Regions from separate parts of the Hordeum vulgare genome. Here region 1 is linked to region 2. A link is a contact called in public Hi-C data. All regions are on one chromosome and are shown on one strand. Each heading gives the region's core, a stretch centred on a gene start, on an enhancer-like site or on the middle of the called end of the contact. The rest is flanking DNA. Distances are from core to core; before and after follow the strand shown.

Evidence for each region. Hi-C and Micro-C count contacts between places; a contact is called where the count stands out from the background.
Region 1: a Hi-C map of leaf shows a contact between it and region 2, with 4 times the contacts expected there. The contact joins the enhancer-like site here to the promoter of LOC123401488 in region 2. A contact is called at or near these places in 1 of 6 Hi-C or Micro-C datasets (leaf) and 1 of 1 datasets of contacts at active chromatin or transcription factors (embryo).

Annotation. Positions count from the first base shown.
Region 1 is chr6H:116,405,106-116,409,473 of MorexV3_pseudomolecules_assembly, reverse strand. No RefSeq gene overlaps it. Among protein-coding and RNA genes, the nearest start is that of LOC123401031, 38 kb to the left of the region's middle. Within about 2 kb of position 1,878, at least 2 of the 3 cell types and tissues checked have open chromatin away from gene starts, as enhancers often do. A contact at or near this core is called in leaf, where this site is marked.
Region 2 is chr6H:115,642,613-115,647,070 of MorexV3_pseudomolecules_assembly, reverse strand. It overlaps LOC123401488 (putative F-box protein At3g16210), which reads right to left and starts at 1,342. Exons shown (of 2, transcript XM_045095311.1): 1 at 52-1,342. The coding sequence starts at 1,141.

The sequences.
Region 1 (4,368 bases), core at 629-3,128, 760 kb before region 2:
CTATCAATGAACAGGCAATATAACAAGGATCTGTTTTTTTTTCTTTTTTGAGGGAGTCTAAGGATCTGTTATGCAAGTGACATTTTTTAACTAGTTCCAATTGGGCAAAATTAATTAACTTTGCAAGCGTAACATGTTTTACAGTTATATGCATATATCAGGTTCAGATATTTGGCACTAAATGCAAGTCAGCAAGTGTACCATTTCTAGCAACGAAACAGATAAACAAGTTTAGCATAGCATAAATGTATTCTTCACGGTTTAACATAGAAAAATATGAATAGTAAGAACTTGAATAATGAAAACAGACTAAGTTCAATGGTATGAGTATGAATAAGCATAAAGCACCAAAAGTACTATCAATGAACAGGGGATATAAAAAGGATCTGTATTTTTTTCATTTTCGTTTTTTGAGGGAGTCTAAGGATCTGTTATGCAAGTGTAACATTTTTTTAACTAATTGTAAGAGGGCAAGATTGAAATGAATAACTAATTGCAAATATAAGAACTTTTACTGTTATATGCATATATCAGGTTCAGATATTTGGCGATGAAATAAATACTAGAGCATCATGCCTAACCAATAGTAAAATGAGGGGAGACACAGGGTTACCGGGGCAGGAGAGGAGACTTACTGACGCGGCAGCGGCGGTAGGAAGAGAATGTAGAGAAAAGGCCCCAGAAGCACCCCGACACTGAGAGCATATTGATGAGCCCCCAGTATCCCGTTTGGCCGCCGTGGACGAGAATTTCCAGGCCAGACAGCAGATTTAGCAGGACAAGGGCAGTGTAGAACGCCAAGAGGGCGATGGGGGGCTTCGCAAGGAAGAGGAAGCACATGTCCAAGAGGCCACCCAAGACCCCCAGGACGTTGGAAATCTCCCACAAGAGGGTGGTCGGGCCGCTGGATATCAGCGCGAAGGCGCTGGAGAGGAGGTTAAATACCTGGAATCCCGAGTACAGCCGCCGGAAAAGCCTCGAGATCCTGATCCTCGAACGGGCCATGGCTGCCTCCCGCCCGCCGAGAGGAGGAAGACGGTCGTGCTGCTTTCCGCCCGCCGAGAGAAGGAAGACGGTCGTGCTGCCTTCCGTCCGACGAGAGGATCGTGCAGGGCAGGTAGGGAGCGTGGAGATTGTTGGGAGATTAGGGCAGGGGGGGAGAAGATGGGCTCGCGGAAGATAAGAGAGATTAGGGCCGGCGAAGGAGGAGCCACGGTACATTTATGATTCTCGTCTCACCGAGATCGATTCGAACTCGGATTCGTAGGTCGGTAATTCGATCCGGTGACTTGTACCTGGGATGAGCTAGCTAAAGGCTAGCGCCGCCGCGGCTGCTGCGCCTCCCCGCCGGCTCCTCCGGCATATCCTCCGGCGCCGCCGAATCTCGCCCCGCGGCCGCGGCCATGCCACCGCAGCTGCTGCGCCTCCCCGCCGGCTCCTCTGGCATATTCTCCTCGGACGCCGAATATCCCCGCGATGCAGCCGGCCCTCTCGTTGAGCGCCGCCTGCGGGCTCCTGCTCCTGGAGTGGAGTCTATGGCGACTGTCAGGAGCCAAGTGCGGCGCTGTCTGATTTTAACTGAATATATACTTCAGTGAGAGAAAGGGGGAAGGCGTAAAGAAACAGGGGAGAAAGCGTAATGCACTGACAACTGACAGCGAACGTTACTATCATCGGACGATCAGGATGCAAATTATCATGGATACAGATCTGTTCCGACCAGTTACCTTCACTGTTTCTTTTGAACTCCAGTATTAAATTATAGTATGAATTAAAATCATAGAATTTTTTTAAACGGAGATAGTACATGAGTAGTATGTAAACTGTCGAGGTCTCTTCACCGTTGATGCAGCGATGGCTCTCTAGTTCTAGGGAGTTGCGGGCAGGCACAACCCTCGCGTCACAGTGTTGGAACCCTTTGGTGTGGCGTGGGGTGGCGGGGTGAACATAGTTGTTCTTATGGTTTACATATGGTCAGACATACATAAAGAATGGACATGCCGAAGTCTATCTCTATGCCTTAGAGTACACATCAAGTCTTCGTTCTATTCCTTCTTAAATCTTCTGGCCTAATCAACCCACCCATGACAGGCTTAGGGGATCCTTGACCCAGCTTGATACGGTGACCCAACATACCACTGCATGATGTAGTATGTATGTCGTTGATATAGCGTTCAGAAGATACCGTCTCGCGAACCTTATATCCCTCATAGCGTACAATAGAACCATAGTGGATCCAAACCATCGTTGTCACGGGCCTTCTGTTGTATAAAAACCAATGAATTTTTGCGTCTTTTAACACCATCGCCTCAACACACTATTGGTTGAATTTTTTTTGAACATCGACATAATCCAACTTCATCTCTCTCATACTCTACAAAAATAAATATATATAGAAACACGCCTTTCTATCATGGGTAACAAATTTGTTATTTGGATTTAAATATATAAATAACAACTATTTTTATGCATCTCTTTTAATTCTTAAAACTCAATGATTTTCGGTATGGTCCATCATAAAAATGACTCGTTAGGGTATCTCATATTTTTTTCACTATATAAAAGTGTTTGACATTTCTCTCATAGCAAACAATCGCTTTCCCTAAAAAAAGCAATGCTCCTTTTCTTGTTAATGAAAAAAGCAATTCACTCTCTCATTCTCTCACCGCATGGCACAACGCTCACATTGACATCTCATTCCCTCATCGTGCTCTCGTCGTTGACGTTGTTGGAATCAAAGCACGCCACGGTGTTCAGCCCACACCTTCCTCTCATTGTCATCTCCCCATCCCTCCACAACATCTGCCTCCCCTCTCCTCCCTCTACGGCATCCGAGGATGATCCCTGGTGACAAGAAAGGAACACCATGATAGTCGATGGAGACCATCACAACGTGTTTTCGCTGCCATGATATACAAAATGGTATATATATATATCATGTGATCCTTTCACGTCTTCTTTTCTCAAATAGCTAAAGTGGATTTCAACGCCAGAAGAAATATCAAAATCGGTGATGCTACTTACATTTCATTCTTACATCAAGATTGCACGATTTTTTCAGTTATAAATATTGTTGTTAATTTTGGATGCTTACATTTCCATCATGAAAATGGCTAATATCTTTTTTACAAAGATGCTTGCATTTCGAGCCTGAAGAATCGAGAGAGTTAATATCTTATTTAGAATGATGCTTATATTTTATGCTTATCGATGGAAAGAGCAACTAATTTGTTATTTGAATTTTGAGTTTCTATCATGTTGAAAGTGTATCGTTTCCATGTTCTTATGTTCACTTTCTTATGTTGAATTTTCCAGCATCATATACAAATTTGTTGAGAAGTGACAAATATGTAAATAGCTTAAAAGAGGTGAATGACTAACATGTAAATTTGAATTTTCTAGTTGAATGTCTATGCATTGCCACGAAATAAAAAACACATAACGATCGAATAAGTATCCCAATGCAGGAATGTGTAGGACAAGGTGGCATGTGGTTTTCATCCATATATTAATAAAACTTATACTCTATTTGTTTCTTTCAGCCCGAGCAATTGTTATTTCTTCATAACCATCCACTCCTTGCAAGAAGACAAACAATATCAAATCTTATCCCCACCCATCCTCCTGTTGCACCTTCATGCTTGACCTCGTACTTGTAGGAATTGTAGAAATTATATGGGTTTACAAGAATATTTTTATTATATTAATCCTTAATTTTTGACCACAACAAAGATAAAACTTAAAACTAATAGAGCCTTGATTAATTAAAATATTCCTTGTCCCTATTCCTTAAACTCTTCATACGCTAGCTACTTCCCTCATTGCTCCGCGGCCACTCAACCATGTCCACCTTTGACCATGAAAATCAATCATTAAAATTTATAATTTAACTATGCATTTCACTATATAAATAGAATTAAAATGTAATGAAAAAACACGTCATTTGTGTATTCTAGTAGTGATACATTATCGCGCGAGGCCAATTTAGAGTACTTGTACCATGAAATAAAAAAGGCACAACATCTGACATTATTTACACCAAATGTTTTGGCACTATGGTAAAAGTGTAGGTCCGAAAAAATCATACTTGTACACATTACCACCAGTAGCAAGATAAACAAGGTCAACATCAACTTTTAAAGCATTATTATTCGGAATTAAGGCAAACTCTTTTTTCATGTTCACGAAGAAAAAAACCATGTGCAAGAAGTGGAACATATAAGAAGCCTACCTAGGCATGAGATGTCATGCACACGGGCTAGTAGAGCTTGTGCTCCTTTCAAGTCAACCTTCTACGTCGCCGCATATCAATCGAGGGGGCTGCTGCCAAGACCAAGCTCTTCCTTCATACTGCCACACGTCAGAATT
Region 2 (4,458 bases), core at 93-2,592:
TCAAAAAATAACTTGGTTTTATTATACCCATGGCATAAATTATGATATTACCTGCAGTATAGACACTTTCGAATGAGTGATAGTAAGTGATGATGTTGGTTCCCAAGACTTTCTCAAACTGTAGTGACTCAACCTGTAACATGACAAGACCGTCAATTGTCCACAAGAGAACCACATTATTTTCCTCAGCAAACCCTAGTATTATTTGGCTCCCCATTTCCTCTGCTTCCAAGTGAAGTAGCTGGTCATTTCCAATGGTTCTTCCCAACACCCATGAAGCAACACCATCAGAATTGGCCCTTCTGTTCCAAAATTGGGTGCTGAAGCCTGATAAAACGAGGAGACCAATTCCACCGCCATCTGCCCGTATCAGCGACAACTGAAAAAACCTGAGGTCATTTACTGGCATAGGTATCACAGTTAGTCTTTGCCTATCCATATCAAATTCAAGGATCCCAACCGAACTCCCAGCAAGCAACCAGTAAAGAGAACCCCCAGCCAGCACAGCAGGCTGGGTCATAGAAATCATGGTGCGATCCTCAGATTGAAGCGGTGTTGTGATAAGAATGCCCCATATACCGGATTCCGACGAGTAAACGTAGGCAACCGCTTGCGTAATTTGTCTCTCACTGCTGCCAACCAAGGCCACCTGGAAGTGGTTGACGTCTCCGGCAGAGCGAAGCACCGCCCCGCTGATGGAATATTCATCCATGTCGAACCCTGGGGGGAAGGCAATGCGGTGCTGCTCGCCGGTGACGGGGTCCCACACAAGGAGCTCGAGACGCTTCCCAAGGAAGACGAGCACGAGGCCATGGCGGCATCCGAAGGAGACGAAGTGTCCGTCACGATCTTCATGTTGCAAGGAGAAGCGTTCGGGCGAGACACGATCCGGGGCCTTGAGGGAAGGTACGAAGGAGAACCCGTTGTCTACTTGGAAGAAACCGAGGAGGGGAGGGTTGCGGCGGTGGCGGCGGCAGAAGCCTGGATCGGAGACGATGCCGCGCCAGCGCTTGCAGACGAGGGATGCGCGGGGGAGGGAGGACGGCTGTGGGGGGAGGCGGAGGAGGATCTCGGAGAGGAGGTCGTCGTCCTCCAGCGGCGGCAACGCCGGCGAGGGGTCGTGGCGGCGGAGGCTACTCATCTCGGCCTAGGCGCCGACGCGATGCCGGATTTTTTCTACAGTAGAAATGGTGGGGGTATGTGTAGACGGTTAGAAATTTAGGGTTTGTGGTCTACCCCTATTCCTCTACGCTTATCTGTGGTGCCGCTCACAATCGCATATCTGAGGCTAGGGGGTAGGGACCTTCTTATACTGCGTTTCCAAAGAGTCCACCTCTTTTACAGTTATAAGATTCCTAGTCTTTAAACTAGTTTCCGGATAGAGTCCAGATCAAACTACCAACCACGATATAATTTGTCTGTTAGCGGATCCTATCCGTCGAGTCCCCGAAGCACGCGCTTGTGAGCAACGCATCATAACAGAGTATAAATTCCTCTAATTATGTAGATCAATATTAGGGCCGTAATCTAATTACACGATCTAGCTTCTTCCAATTATCAGCGTACCCGGGTAGTCTTTCCAATATATAAAATATATTGTATTCCGCTGATAATTGACCAGCTTCCTAAAGTATATACTTAAGTATTCCAACAAGTAATAATTCCATGATAATCATGTAAAGTAATTTCATGTATAAATACATGTATGATTCCATACTGAGGTATTTCAAATATTAGCAATTCCTATTATTTGAATATAGTTGCAGGACCCGTAATTCCAACATAGACTCGATCTGAGTCTGTTCGTTGTTGCTGCCTGGGCGCCCCATGCCGCGCCTGCCTGCTTGCCGTTGCATGCACGCGTTTGCCCCGCGTTGCTGCTCGCCTGCCCTGCGCAACATCAGCCGCTCGCTCGCTGCTGCTTGGGCGCCTCGTGCCGTGCTTGCCCCTAGCCGCGCCAGCCGCCCGCTCACGCTTGCCCTTACCTGCTCGCGTCGTCCGCCACGCGCGTTGCTGTTGCTGGCATCTGCCCCGTGCTGTGTTGCTGCTTGCGCCGCCCACCCCGGGCGCGTTGCGTGCTCGCCAGCCTGCTCGCGCCTGCGAGCCTCGCCGACCGCTTGCGCCAGCGCGTCCTGCTGCTTGCCTGCCCGCGGACGGATCCGTGGGCAGGCAGACTACGACAGGGCACTGCATCGGTGGCCTCAACGGAGCGGCGGCGTCTTCTCTCTGGTCGCACGGGTCGTGAAGTAAGTGCCATGTGTCTCTATTTTCTGAGACCAACCAGGACACGGGCGGACGTGAGCGTCCGTTTCTGTCCGTCCGCGAGCATTTGTGGCGCAAGTTTGGAAAACCAACTGCGAGAGTTGTTCATTTGGGCTTTCCGTTGGGTCTACGTTTTTCCCAAACGAACACGGACAAACAAGGATGGGGTCGCGGGTTGGAGTTGACCTCAAGTCTACAATGGATGAGAATGGTGTTTTGTCACTCAACCTCCATGAAGACCGACATTTAAAAAAATAAATATCAAAATTTCGGTTTTAAAAAATCAGGAAAAATTATACAACTAAATAAGGTTGTGATCCATGTCTGTGTAAAATTTCAAGCCAAATTATTTTGAAACACGACATGTAAAAAGACAAATTCATAATATAGAATGATAAATAGTATCATGTGTTAAAAAGCTTTAGATTTGACCTTTTTGTATAACATCCGTCTTAAGGTATTTAGCTCTAAAAATTTACACACTTGTATATTATGTATTCATCTATCTATGTATTCTTTTTAGAATTTTTTAAACGTTAAATACGAATTTTCACAGGAATTTAAAGTTTGCATTTGAAGGCCTTCATGCAGCTCGGCCTCCAAAAGCTATTTCCGACAATGGATGTACATTTTACCCTAAAAAGCACATTCTACATTTTGTATCACATATACATGTAGGTGCGTTATATATACTAGCACAATGCCCGTGTGTTGCAACGGGAAGAAAATATTTATTTTTTTATGCGTAAAATACAATTATTTTATAGGCAAGACTCTTCGCATTTTAGTATGGATTTTAAACAAACAACTTCGAATTTAAACATTAAACTGTGCAACTAAAGCTCATTTTTGTCTTTGTGTGTCCGAAACACCCACCTCTCAAACGTGATGATCTTGGGTCGAGATATAGTAGTATCTTGATAATCCGTCCATGCATAACCTTTCTGCCCAACACCTACGAAAAATAGTAGGCACGATAGAAAAAACATATTAAAAGAGAAGATGAGAAAAAAAAATGGTGGAAAAGCGAGCTCGGTGGCGTGGAGTCGCACCAATGATCTTTTTTTAAGATTTCAGGACTGCCTCACCTATAGCCGATGGGGAGGAAGATGAGCGCGGCTGAACGCGCAGTTGCCTAGGGAGCGACATACGATTTCGGTAGCGAGGAGTTTCGAGGCTTGATATATTGACTGGTGTTAATTTATATAGTTATGGATCGGGCCGTGATGCTTCGAGGCTCGTGCAGAGTCCTTGTTCGAAACTGGTCAAGCGAGGCGAGATCATGCGGTGAACGACGCTCGTTTTGAATTATTATTAGGTGCCCTTGGGCCGGGTGCGCTTGTGTCGTTCATGAACAAAATGGTTTTGAATTACGGGTTGAATAACAAAAATTACAGGTTTTTATTTATAAAAATATCGTGATAGGTTTTCCGACAGAAGCAATAGCCTATTTATTATTAGGTATAGATTCTTTAAATTTACCATGCAAATATATATATTCTTTAAATTCTTTGGAATGAGTAATTTTATTTTCAAGCTACATGAAAAAATATGGATCCATAACAACAAATAGTAAGTCCAATTCTTATTCACATATTTGATCAAACGTACACTCGGTAGGAGGACCACGATATCTTCCGCTAAAGGCTTCAACTGCAATACAAAGTCTATGCTTCATCCTAGCCCATTCCACGACCGCGGTATTGGTGGTGAAGAAAACTAAACCTTTTTATTTGTTAACACTTCACCCATAGCAATCAACGTATATTTGCAATATTTGATACAACCTATCTGCACTTTAATCAGCTGCACTAATGAAGATGAGATTATCATCGATAAAAAGTAGATGATTCACCATGACGATCTGTATGCCACCCAAATTCCTATCCACAAAATTCTTTACAAAATGATTGAAAAGAGAGGTTCAACCTCCTACGCATAACAGAAACAAAAAGGGGAGCATCGGGTCACCTTGCTTAACCCTGTGGAAGGGGCTCCGCTCCCTCCCCGCTCCCGCGACCGCGTTGCCCCGCCGGGCGATTGGCCGCGGCCAACCTCCCCCTTCCTCTAGCCCCGTCCTCTTCCTATCCTCTCCGTCGTCGTCGCTAGCACCCGCGACTGACCTGGCCCCGGGTTCGCTGGTGGCGGCAGCTCCTTGCCCTTCCCTTCCCGGTGGCTCTCCGACGCGGGGAGAAG